Linked DNA regions of Zea mays: region 1 is linked to region 2. A link is a contact called in public Hi-C data. All regions are on one chromosome and are shown on one strand. The core of a region is the stretch at or near the end of the contact, and the rest is flanking DNA. Distances in the headings are between cores, read along the strand shown.

Region 1 (5,393 bases), core at 327-2,826, 270 kb after region 2:
ATTGATTTTACAGGATCATCTATTCACCCCCTCTAGATGCTCTCAGCAGCACCTCCAAACATGCAGTTGACGAGGAAGAGCTGATGATGCTCCTTTGCTTCTTTGCCTTGTTCCATCCTATTGGTGGAACTGGGAGAGCAAAGTCTTCATGAATGGCTCCTTGTATACCATTACCTTGCCGCAACAACACATGAGCCTGAGCTCCACCTAGGCTCATGGCGTAGCACCAGACAACAATGCAGGTAAGGAAAAATCATTTCACATAATTCTATCATACAGTTGCAGTGTTTTCATTAACTTGCATATAATTGAATTGTAGTAATTAGAAATAATTTTGGCAATATCATATGTTATGTATTTAGCATATTTCAATGACTTACGCTAGCTAGCATATGTTATATAGGGCATGTTTGGTTCAGCTTTTTCTGACCAGCTTTTCTGAAAATCTGGCTGTGGAAAGAATCTGGTTGTGGGGAGAATCTGGGTATCATTACGATTACGTGTGGAGAAAGATAAAGTTGTTCATAAGACTCAGGATCTAGAAAGTGACGGATTCCTAGTATTACAAAAACTCAACCGATTATGTGTTTATGTTCATTTTAGATTGTTTTTACCCCATCGAAACAAACAGACCCATAGTTGTTTCTCTTGTGCTTTGCTACCGTGACAAAACACAAGTGTCCAACTTACTTTTTATGTCAAAAGATTTATTTAGCTCTACCTATATCTGTCTAAATTAATATGTGTTATGATAGATTATGAAAAAAATTAAGTGTAGAAAATCAGGAGAGGTTCTGATATTTGCCACCAGCGAGAAACAGGTTTGTAAAATTGCCATCAGACCCATATTTCATAGACCCAACTGGACCCAAATTTCATAGACACAGTGATAATTATAACAAGAAGACAACATTGTGAGTGACAAAAATCCAATTATCTCGAAAATCAGTCATTTTTCTATCCTAATATATCTCAACATAATGGATTATAATTAAGATGGATACAAGTACAACTAAACAAGGCTTAAATATAAAAGAATTCAAGTGTGGTGAGCCATAGGCTTATCTGGCGTCTTACAAGCATCCAACACTTAGGTGCCGTTTGGTTCAGATTTTGGTAACGTAATGGACAAACGATAATGTTAAATGATGTTTGTTTAAGTCCAACCGTAATTGAATACCACACTACAAATGGATACCGGCTTATTCAAACTTGTTACCGCCGTTACTCAAGTGTCAATCATTACTATTACCATTTACGTTACAAAATTTGAACCAAACAACACCTTATTTCGTCTGTACCAAAAATAAAATTCTAATAGCACAAATTTCGAGGTACAGCTTCTATGCTCCCAGCTGGCCTGCTGTAAGGTTAAAGAGCTCAAACCTTGTCTCCGGAGGAAGCTTCCTTGTCAAAATACACCAAATACAAATGCCTCCGAAAACCTTGTCACACGTGCATGGCCATTGTGCATTTGTGCTGTCAAAAACTCAAAATAGTTGCAAATTCTCGCAAATTTTAATGATGAGTTGTGTTGTGTGCCTGCCCTCCTGCTGTCTGTCCAGCTGCAGATTCTCTCACGAGTCTAATCATAGGCCAGGGGTAAAAGCGCAAATGTTTCTGCGCTCTCTTTTCTCCCCTCACCCTTTCTCTTTCTCCCTCGACCGCCCCGGATCTATCTCGCCGCGCCGGCGCGCAGCTGAGCCGCCGAAGCGAGGAGGCAATCGAGGCGGACGAAGCGCCGCACCAAATTCGACGGGGGATCGAGCACCAGAGGCGTAGCGCAAAATGTTCAAGTTCCTCAAGGAGGTGGTCGCGGGATCCGGATCGGGACTCAAGGACTTCCCCTACACCATCGGCGAGCCCTACGCATCGGCTTGGGGCTCATGGAAACACCACCGCGGTACCTCCAAGGTACGCTTCCGCATCATTCCACACTTTCACACCCGATCGATCAGTCCCCCTTAGATGTATCGTTGTTTTGTTTTGTCGACTGCCGACTGGTACGGTTCGGTAGAACTGGTTCCGTTGGTCGAATTCGGGGAGGAACGAACTGTGCACGCTATGCTTCGCGTGTGCTTGGCTGTGTGGTTCATGTGCTACGTGGCTGCATACGCTCTTAATTTTGTGGGTCTGCTGCGCTTAGCGTTTTGAGCACTCGAGCTTTTTTCGGGTAGGTGTGACTATGTTGGACTATTGCAAGCTTTAGTAACCCTTTAGAAGCACAATCGCTGGATTCGGTGCAGAGTTGATTCGAGTATAGTCTATAGTCTGGTTAATCCAATGAAGGGTATTTGGTTGTACTTTAGATTTTTTGTGATATAGACATATAGTTGTGTGCAGTTATTTAAACTTCGATCTGCATGTTTGACTATGGAGCCCATTTACAGTGCCATGCCATCCAACTTGGTGAGGGTCAAAGGATATTGGGGATGTTACTGCTACTAGCTCTTATGTTGCATTCACCGTACCATCCAACTTTGTGTGATATAGTTATGTGCAGTTATTAGACTTCGTCTGCTCGTTTGACTGTGCACACATCTTATCTCACTATTACATCACATCGCATCAGCTGTAGGCTGAGAAAAGACGATAAAATCAAATAAACACAAAACCTTGGATGGCTTGCAAAACTAGTAATTCTTAATATATTGTCAAATACACAGAGGTTTAGAGAACATGTGCCATATTACCACTCATGTATTTGTCACTGATATTGCACACTGTCAATGGAGTTTTATTATTCATCCTAGGTTTACCATTAGTACTGAATTTTCATATGTAATTTGATTTCTTAAGCAGTTCCCATCAAATGATTATTTTGTCTGATTTTTTGGTAGATTTGTTTGTATGCCATTGCCAACATTGTTTGTTGCCTTGTCTTCTCCAGGATGATGGGTCGCCTGTGTCAATTTTTTCTCTGTCAGGGAGCAACCCTCAGGACAGACACATGGTTGCTGGTCGCAACGGTGTTAAGAGATTACGAACAGTAAGCTAACAACTTCAGTCATTGGGTTTTTTTATTACCGATATTCAATAGTGATGTACCTTTTAGACTTGAGGAGCAGTCTTTGGTGGCAAAATGTCAAGTCTTAAAAAAATAACGATGGCAACAGAGCCTTCTTTCAGAAAATCTAGACAACATCATAAAAATATATATGCCAAATGAGAAGGCAAAATGCCAAAAGAGAAGATGGAAATGTTTTTTAGCGATATTTCAGCATTATATACTTCTATGTGCTCTTCCATCCACAACATTACTGAATTGTTTCTGTTATATCTTACCTTCACCAGAAGTAGCATTTCTATGATACACATGTTTCTTTTTGTGTGGGTGGGTTGGGGGGGGGGGGGGGGTTAACTTGCCCTTTTGTTTCCTCAATATAGTCTGTTCAGTGCTGCTTTGGTTACTGCAGGTGCGGCATCCAAATATCTTATCCTTTTTACACAGTACTGAAGCAGAAGCTGCGGATGGACCTGCCATGAAATACACAATTTATATTGTAACAGAGCCTGTTATGCCACTTTCTGAAAAGCTCAAGGAACTGAATCTTGGTGGTACACAGAGGTACCACAGAACTTGTAGTTTTGTGTTTAGGAAATATTCTTTTCAGAAAGAAACAATCTGCAGTTTCTAGCATTTTTTCATCAGGTTTTAGTTCTGTTTTGTTAATGTTTCCTTTTTTTGGAATATTGGACTACTTTGTCATTATGGCTAATGGTGCAGAGATGAGTACTTTGCATGGGGGCTTCATCAGATATCCAAAGCTGTGAGCTTTCTCAATAATGACTGCAAACTTGTAAGTTCCTGCATCAAGTTGAAGTTTGCAGTGTAATATGCAATCCGGCTTGTTTTAATCTCTCCTTAGATGCAAGATAAAACATTCAATTTTGTTGATTTTGTTACATTTCCATGTAGATTTGCATTGTATTGTTCTGATAATTCCTTCTTGCTTGTAACAATGTTTTATTTAGTTATAGATGATGAACTGATCTTATGAAGCATGTGGTTGTGAATTTGTGTATTCTGCTTGCAGCACAGTTGTTCTTAAAATAAGTTAGGCTTTTTGTTCTATCTTCTTCAGTCTTGACCTAGAACATTTCCATGTTTTGATTATTGATGTGGGTGATTGTACATATATTATTGTAACATATAGTGCATTTAAATCAAAACAATGGGGTCTTAACACATAATTAGAAAGTACAACGCTATAAACGATTTGATTGTCAAATGACCTGTTTGCCATCACTTGATCAATATAGGTTCATGGTAATGTATGCTTGGCCAGTGTTGTTGTTACACAAACCCTGGATTGGAAGCTTCATGCTTTTGATGTTCTGTCAGAATTTGATGCTAATAATGAAGCCTCTGGTAGCCCCATGTTGGTAAGGACTTGACCCGCACCTTTATTTATATTATTTAGACATGTTGCATGTACAATTCCATCTCCAATGTCATTTACGTAATACTCAAAGTCAAACTGTGCTCCTACAAAATATATTTGAAACTTGTTTCATTTGGACACCTTATGTGTTAAGGTCAACTTTAACAAAAAAAGTTAGAAGGGTTTAGTTCATATTAGTACCATGGAAATTGAGGAAAAGAGATGGACTATATAATTACATTCCTTGATAAATAAAGTAATAAAATGTTTACTTTATCTGAATTTGTTGCCATGTGTGTGTTTTCTTTTTGCAGCAATTTGAATGGTTAGTTGGAACACAGTACAAGCCAATGGAGCTGTCAAAGTCAGATTGGGCTTCAATTAGAAAATCACCCCCATGGGCCATTGATTCTTGGGGACTAGGTGAGCGTAAATAACTCTTAATGGTTCCTCCTCATGCATGACATGCTTGTTATGGTTGTACTTATATATTTTTTTTTGAGTAAAGTACATTTCCGGTCCTTAAACTTATTAGGGGTGGATTGGGTATTTCTAATCTCCAGGAGCTCTGCTGGGCTCTCAAGATGAGATGGCTTTGGTTGCAAAAAACTGACCCTGATCGCCCTTGGTCTGGATTACCTATCCATGTCCCTAGTAAGGCTCGGGCCTTCTTTTCCAGGGCCTTGATTTCTGAGGTTGGGGATGGAACAAACACCATGTTCTGGACATATTGATATAAGTGGCTTCATGGGAGAAGTATTTCTGATTTGGCACCTCGATTGTATGAACTAATACCAAAGAGAGCCCTCAACAAGAGAACTGTCTAAGACGCCTTATCAAATAGGAGATGGGTTTCAGATATCAAAGGGGCCCTCACAGTTGGAGCTCTAATTGATAAACTTCATCTTTGGGAAGCTCTCTCAGATATTGTCCTGCAACCCAATATAGAGGATAAGCACATTTTCAGCTTTGCTTCAGATGGAAGATACTCTGCAAAGGTTGCTTATA
Region 2 (5,549 bases), core at 892-3,391:
AGGTGTCCGCATGATGACCACATGGATTCAGAAGAATTGCTTGTTTACTCGGCCCTCTTCCCGCACTCCTTTGTTCCTTTGCTCATGTAGTATAGATGATAGACTTGAACAACATCAATAAACGACATTCAAAGGCCATGCAGTTAGCTCTTCAGTTTGTCTGCTGTTTGTTTTTCATGGGGACAGCCCGAAAGGTCGGTGAAGCGTTCAATGTTTCGTGAAGTGTCCGAAAACAGTCAGTGTTATTACTCTGTAGATTCCAGCTCGCTCAAAACTATTCAAGGCCGATGACAAGTTGATAACAATTAGTGGCACTGTGATTTGTTCCTATTCGTCTATTATAATGTGATAACAATTAGAGAACGGATGTAGTAGTACATTCGTTCTCGATCATTTATAAACTAAACAACGACAAATAAAGACAAATAGAAAATAACGGAGAGGGTAATATTTTAGGCGACCTGCTAAAGTACATAATAGGGAAGAAAGTACGTCACCTTGTTCCTTTGCTCCGCTCCATTTTCTAATGGGGAAGAAAGTACTGAAGTTTTTTTTTTCTTCCAAAAAATAAAAAACACATTCCTCATTTTTAGAACGCGATACCTTTGTTTTGTTCTGATCCCTCTGGCATCTGCCTGAAACATGATAGTAATACTATTACTAGTGTGATCTACGGCATCTTGTTGAGACCCTCCTAGGTCGGGGTCGGGGGTTGTCACTCATTAACTGCACGGTCGGCCTAACTGTTCTCACGTACTACAGCGATGGCGACAACACATGTCCAGATCTACTGCTGCTCTGCTAACAATCTACTGAAACGTAGCGATGCCATGTAGACCGCCCAAGTCAAAGCGGTCCTCGAGGACGGATTCCCAGCCGAAGGCGCCGTCCAGGAACTCCATTACCGGATCAGGAGCAGCCGCAGCCGTGTCGCGCCACTCGTGCGCGGCCGCATGCGCCTCGAACCCGACCTCGGACGACGCCGACGGGGACCACCACCCTCCCAGCGGCACCGAGGCCGGCGAGCCTCCGCTGGTGGTGTCCGCGGATCCCCAGGAGTTGGAGCCGAAGTCGACGACGGCGGGCGCCGGCGCTCCCTGCTGCCAGGCGGTGGCCGCGCCCCTGCACGTGTGGTCCCCGTAGTAGGCGATCTCGTACGCCGCGGGCTGCTCCCGCGTCCGCTGCACCCGCCGGGTCGCGTCGCACCCCTGGTCCTTGTGCGCGCAGCGGTAGTAGAGCCTGCAGGCCAGGGTGGGATGAAGGTCAGGCGGTCAGCCGTCAGCTCGCATCGGTCGGTCGGCGAGTGGATTGCCACGACGGGAATGGAACGGAACGGATCGAGCTGAGCGCCTGAGTGAGCCTTCTGAGTAGTCTACTTGCCTCGGGTGCTTGTGGCCGTTGATGTCCTTCTGCCCGTACTTCCTCCAGATGAAGCCGTCCACCGTCGTGCCGCTGGTCACTTCCCTGGTCGCCTCTCCGCCGCGCGCCCTGCGAAATCGAAACTTCTTCTGTTAGTTGTTGTTGTGCATGTGCAAGGGGGAGACGAGGCGACACGAGACGGCAGTCCCCCACCTTCTCTTTAGTGGCGGCCCCGGAGGAGGAGGAGGAGGAGGAGGCGAGGCGCCTCCCCCTGCTGCTGCGTCCTGGTACTCCGCCGCCGCCTTCCTCTTGTGCCCGCTGGCGGCGGCGGCGGCCCTGAGCGCGTCGATGACGCGGCCGCAGCAGCGGAGGATCTCGGCCGCGAGCTCCTGGTGCGGAGACGCTGCAGCAGGGGACGCGGCCCGGAGCAGGTCCCCGAGGTGCGCCGCGGACTGCTGCCCCATGGTCATCAGCTCCAGGACCACGGCGGCCGGGGTGTCCAGCGTCATGCCTGGCGCTCGAAGCTTGCTGCGGCGATGCGTCTGCTCGTCTGCCGATGCGTCTGCTCGAAGAGTCGCTCGTTCGGTGGTGGCCAGGGCCAGGTCAGGTCCGCCTCTGTGGCCTGCGGGCTGAACCGCCGAGTGACGACGAGACGGGAGTAAGATACAGAGGCAGTGAGCTTGCCGCAATCTCCAATATTTATAGACCGCTCGTCTCGTCGTCATCTCACATCTCAGGATTCCCAGCAAGCCAAGCGAAGCCGCGGGGAAGGCGCAGGAAGTGGTCCACGGCGAGCCGAGCCGAGTGGAGCGCGAGCCGCTAGACGACAAGGTCCATCTTTTTTCCCGCGCACGAGGTCTTGACGCATCTTCATTAAAAAAATATATATGAAAATATAGGATTTTTAGAACAGTAAAAGAAGATATAGTTAAAAAAACTGATATACTATTGTATTGTATCGGCCAACGCTCTGTTTCAGAGGCCAGTCATAACATTATTATATTATAAAGATAGAGGGAAGTGTCCGGTAACTTTTATAAAGAAAGAAAAAAAAACAGCAGAAAAAAAGTCAAAAGGGCGCTCACACTACATCCAAAACAGCACATCGCCCACAACCATATTCAACCTGACGGTCCTCATGCGAGTGATCCTCGTCCTCCAGTAGCTAGGTTGCAAAACAAGGTCCATCTGTTCTGCTGCTCCTTTTTCTTTTCTGAGCTCTAGCTACACGTTGGCGTCATCTGCCGCTACTCTGCCCCTTTGGAGGTCAAAGGGTCTGGAAGCAGCAAACACAGATCATTAAGCTGTGAGAAGATGTGTCGTCCACTGGTTAATTAGATAGATTACGGTCCCCGATAATAAGCTAATCTTAATTAGATACGCTCGCACGCGGGGTGACCCGGAGCCCGATAGTCAAATGCATATACATACGTGACTGTAGAGGTCAATGCCGTAGTTGTTAGCACCAAAACGTGTCGCGCCCTTGTTTATACCACAATTATACGTGCGCATGACAGTATTTGTAGGATATATATATATATATATATATATATATATATATATATATATATATATATATATATATATATATATATATATATATATATATATATATGCAGGGTGGGTGGTTGACAGACTCACATGGGTTCAGTCGAGCTCAGTCCGTTGTGGACGTATGTTAGTATGTATCTCTCTGACTCTGACTATCGCTATAACTGCCAAGCTAGCTCTTTTATTATTGCTTCATCGTCAGTGTCGTATCGCTGGAATATATGATTTGATTAGGCGACTGCCCCCCATGCCGGTTCTGCCGTCATGCGTGCACTGTTCCGATAATCCGATCAAGCTCGCAGCTGCAAAAACTCTCTCGTCCCAAATTATAGTTATTTCTAGCTCTCTTTTTCTTGTCCACACTTGAATTAATGATAATGGACGTGGATTATTCAAGTTTAGACTTGAGCAAACACTGAAAGGAACGGTTAATTTACTTGCTAAACCATGACACCCAAGCAAGCACGGTCTGTTTTCCTTCTGTCGTCCTTTGACCAAGAGTAGTTGTCGCGCTAGGTTTTCGACCCAACGTGCGCAAGATGAATGGTAAGACCACCTTACCGTAGAACGTTCATTTCAGTCGAATTCCTTCGTGTGAAACCAAACAGTTGTATCTGTAGTTAGTTGCAGGCGTACATATACAAAACCGAGCTCAAAACTCATATTTGAATTGAATGACTGGACAGTCAAGATCTAGAGGCAACAATTTTTTTTCGTCTAGGTTGGAGTTTTGACCAAAACGTTGGTCGGCTAGTTTAGAGACATATATACTCAATAGTTTCAAAACAATAGGAGACGTACGCCGACCTCTGGGAGGAATTCTCCCTTCCATTAATTAATTAGTGACGACCATATTGCCGCATAATTATTGGTCCAGGAAATATAATGAAGCACGGTTGAATCAAATTAAAGGGTGCCCGCGATAAGATTGAATCAGAGCGCTGCTGCTACTTGCATTTAATTTGCGCAGAGTCTCACGTACGTGGTGGTTTAGCGACCCGGCCGGTCTCCATGCATGAAAGCAGCAGTGATTGGCTGTGCCTAATCAGCTCATTAGCTTTCATAAGTGTTGGATAATGTAAAGCGTCTGTTATTAGATCATATCTTCTTGTTTCTGTCCGAGTCTCCAGGCCAGTTCCTAGCCCATCATTTTAAGATCGTAGGATCAGACTTGCATGATCTTTAGTTGTAATCTATATATATTTGTACTCGACACATCAATAAAGAACATAGCGAGAACAGTTCTTTGTATTCTCTGTTTCTTACAATAAGCAGTCAGGATGGCAGGCAGCTCACGCCTACTTTCGGAGGCGTGTGTGTATATATATGGATGAGATGCGACCAAACTGAAACTGTGGCCGGTAATCAAGCTGCCGCCGTGCTGTAGTTGAAAGGAGTATGTATAGGGTTTTAATGCTTCGTGGAGGCAGACAGGGCATACCGTTCCATGCGCGAGCGCAGATAGACTGCTACAGTAAGGGCTTGTTCGGTTATTTTCAATCCATATGGATTGGAGGGGATTGATACGGATTGGAAGAGATTTTGACTTACTAGAGATTGAAACCCTCTCAATCCCCCTCAATCCATATGGATTGGGGTAGAACCGAACAAGCCCTAACACGGGGTAATGTTTTTGTGCTCCGGCGAATGCTAGGATCGGATCGGAAGCCGATTGATGATAAATAACGGCAACAGCAGAAAGCTGTGCATAGACAGGACAGGCTTCATGGAATGGAATGGATAGCCACCGTACCGGACATCTCCCAACTCCAATCACAAACAAGTGAAAAGGAAACTACTACTAGTACTACGAGGGCCCTGCCGGCCGCAGTAATTTAATTGGTGGCCAACCAATCATGCAGAGATGACCAAACGGGTCGCCCAGCCCGGTGAAGCCCGATCTGTTTTGGGCTCGATCCGTCAGGCATAATTAGAAAACCGGTCCGAGCCGTCTATGTCCGTAGGCTCGTTTTTCTGTCCGAGCCCAGCTTGCAGCGGGCCGGCCCGACCCATTTAACACGGAAAAAGCGGGGCGAAAAACGGGTCGGTAAGCACGATTTAGTGCAAAAAAACGGGTTTACTGGACTTAGAGGTAAACGGGCCGTACCGGACTAGCCCACCGTGCCTAGTTTCCTGTTCGAGCCTAGCCCGCTTATTCGTGTCGAACCGTGTCGGTCTCGGATCAGACCAAAACATCGGACTTCGTGCTGGACTCATGGGCCTGGTACTTATTGGCCATCTATACATGCAGATGCAGTGGCACGCAGGAAAACGTGTCCCTGCATACTGTAGTAATCAGTTGAGCGACTGCTCCCTGCATCACGGCTACTATAACTTCTCGATCGTGAGTAGTACGACTGCTGGGATGCAACAACAGGGCGGGCCGGGTTAGTACTACTGAAATTTGGCTCTTTATCTAGTGTTAAATGTTTTACCGATTGTTTTATTTTGAGACTCGTCAATCCATTAGAGATTGATTGGTGGCTAAACAAATCTGTCACCGACCTGCTGTGAGCAGCAAAGATGACGTCGAGTATCCACGTATAGATACGAATACCAACGTACTAGTACTCGAAGCTGCTGTCAACGTTTAATTTCCTCGGATCAAAAAAAAAAAAACGGAGCCGCCCGCCGTTGTC

Evidence for each region. Hi-C and Micro-C count contacts between places; a contact is called where the count stands out from the background.
Region 1: a contact with region 2 is called in a Hi-C map of leaf, with 2.2 times the contacts expected there. The contact joins the promoter of LOC100279852 here to the promoter of LOC103636551 in region 2. A contact is called at or near these places in 2 of 25 Hi-C or Micro-C datasets (both in leaf).

The regions. Positions count from the first base shown.
Region 1 is chr8:177,099,552-177,104,944 of Zm-B73-REFERENCE-NAM-5.0, forward strand. LOC100279852 reads left to right here and starts at 1,577. Exons shown (of 21, transcript NM_001152805.1): 1 at 1,577-1,914; 2 at 2,891-2,989; 3 at 3,417-3,568; 4 at 3,728-3,800; 5 at 4,264-4,386; 6 at 4,700-4,808. The coding sequence starts at 1,789.
Region 2 is chr8:176,831,583-176,837,131 of Zm-B73-REFERENCE-NAM-5.0, forward strand. It overlaps LOC103636551 (WRKY transcription factor WRKY71), which reads right to left and starts at 2,142. Exons shown (of 3, transcript XM_008658895.4): 1 at 1,573-2,142; 2 at 1,381-1,488; 3 at 429-1,239. The coding sequence starts at 2,084. The coding sequence ends at 810. LOC100273380 (Protein FATTY ACID EXPORT 3 chloroplastic) reads left to right here. Exons shown (of 7, transcript NM_001245909.2): 7 at 1-303.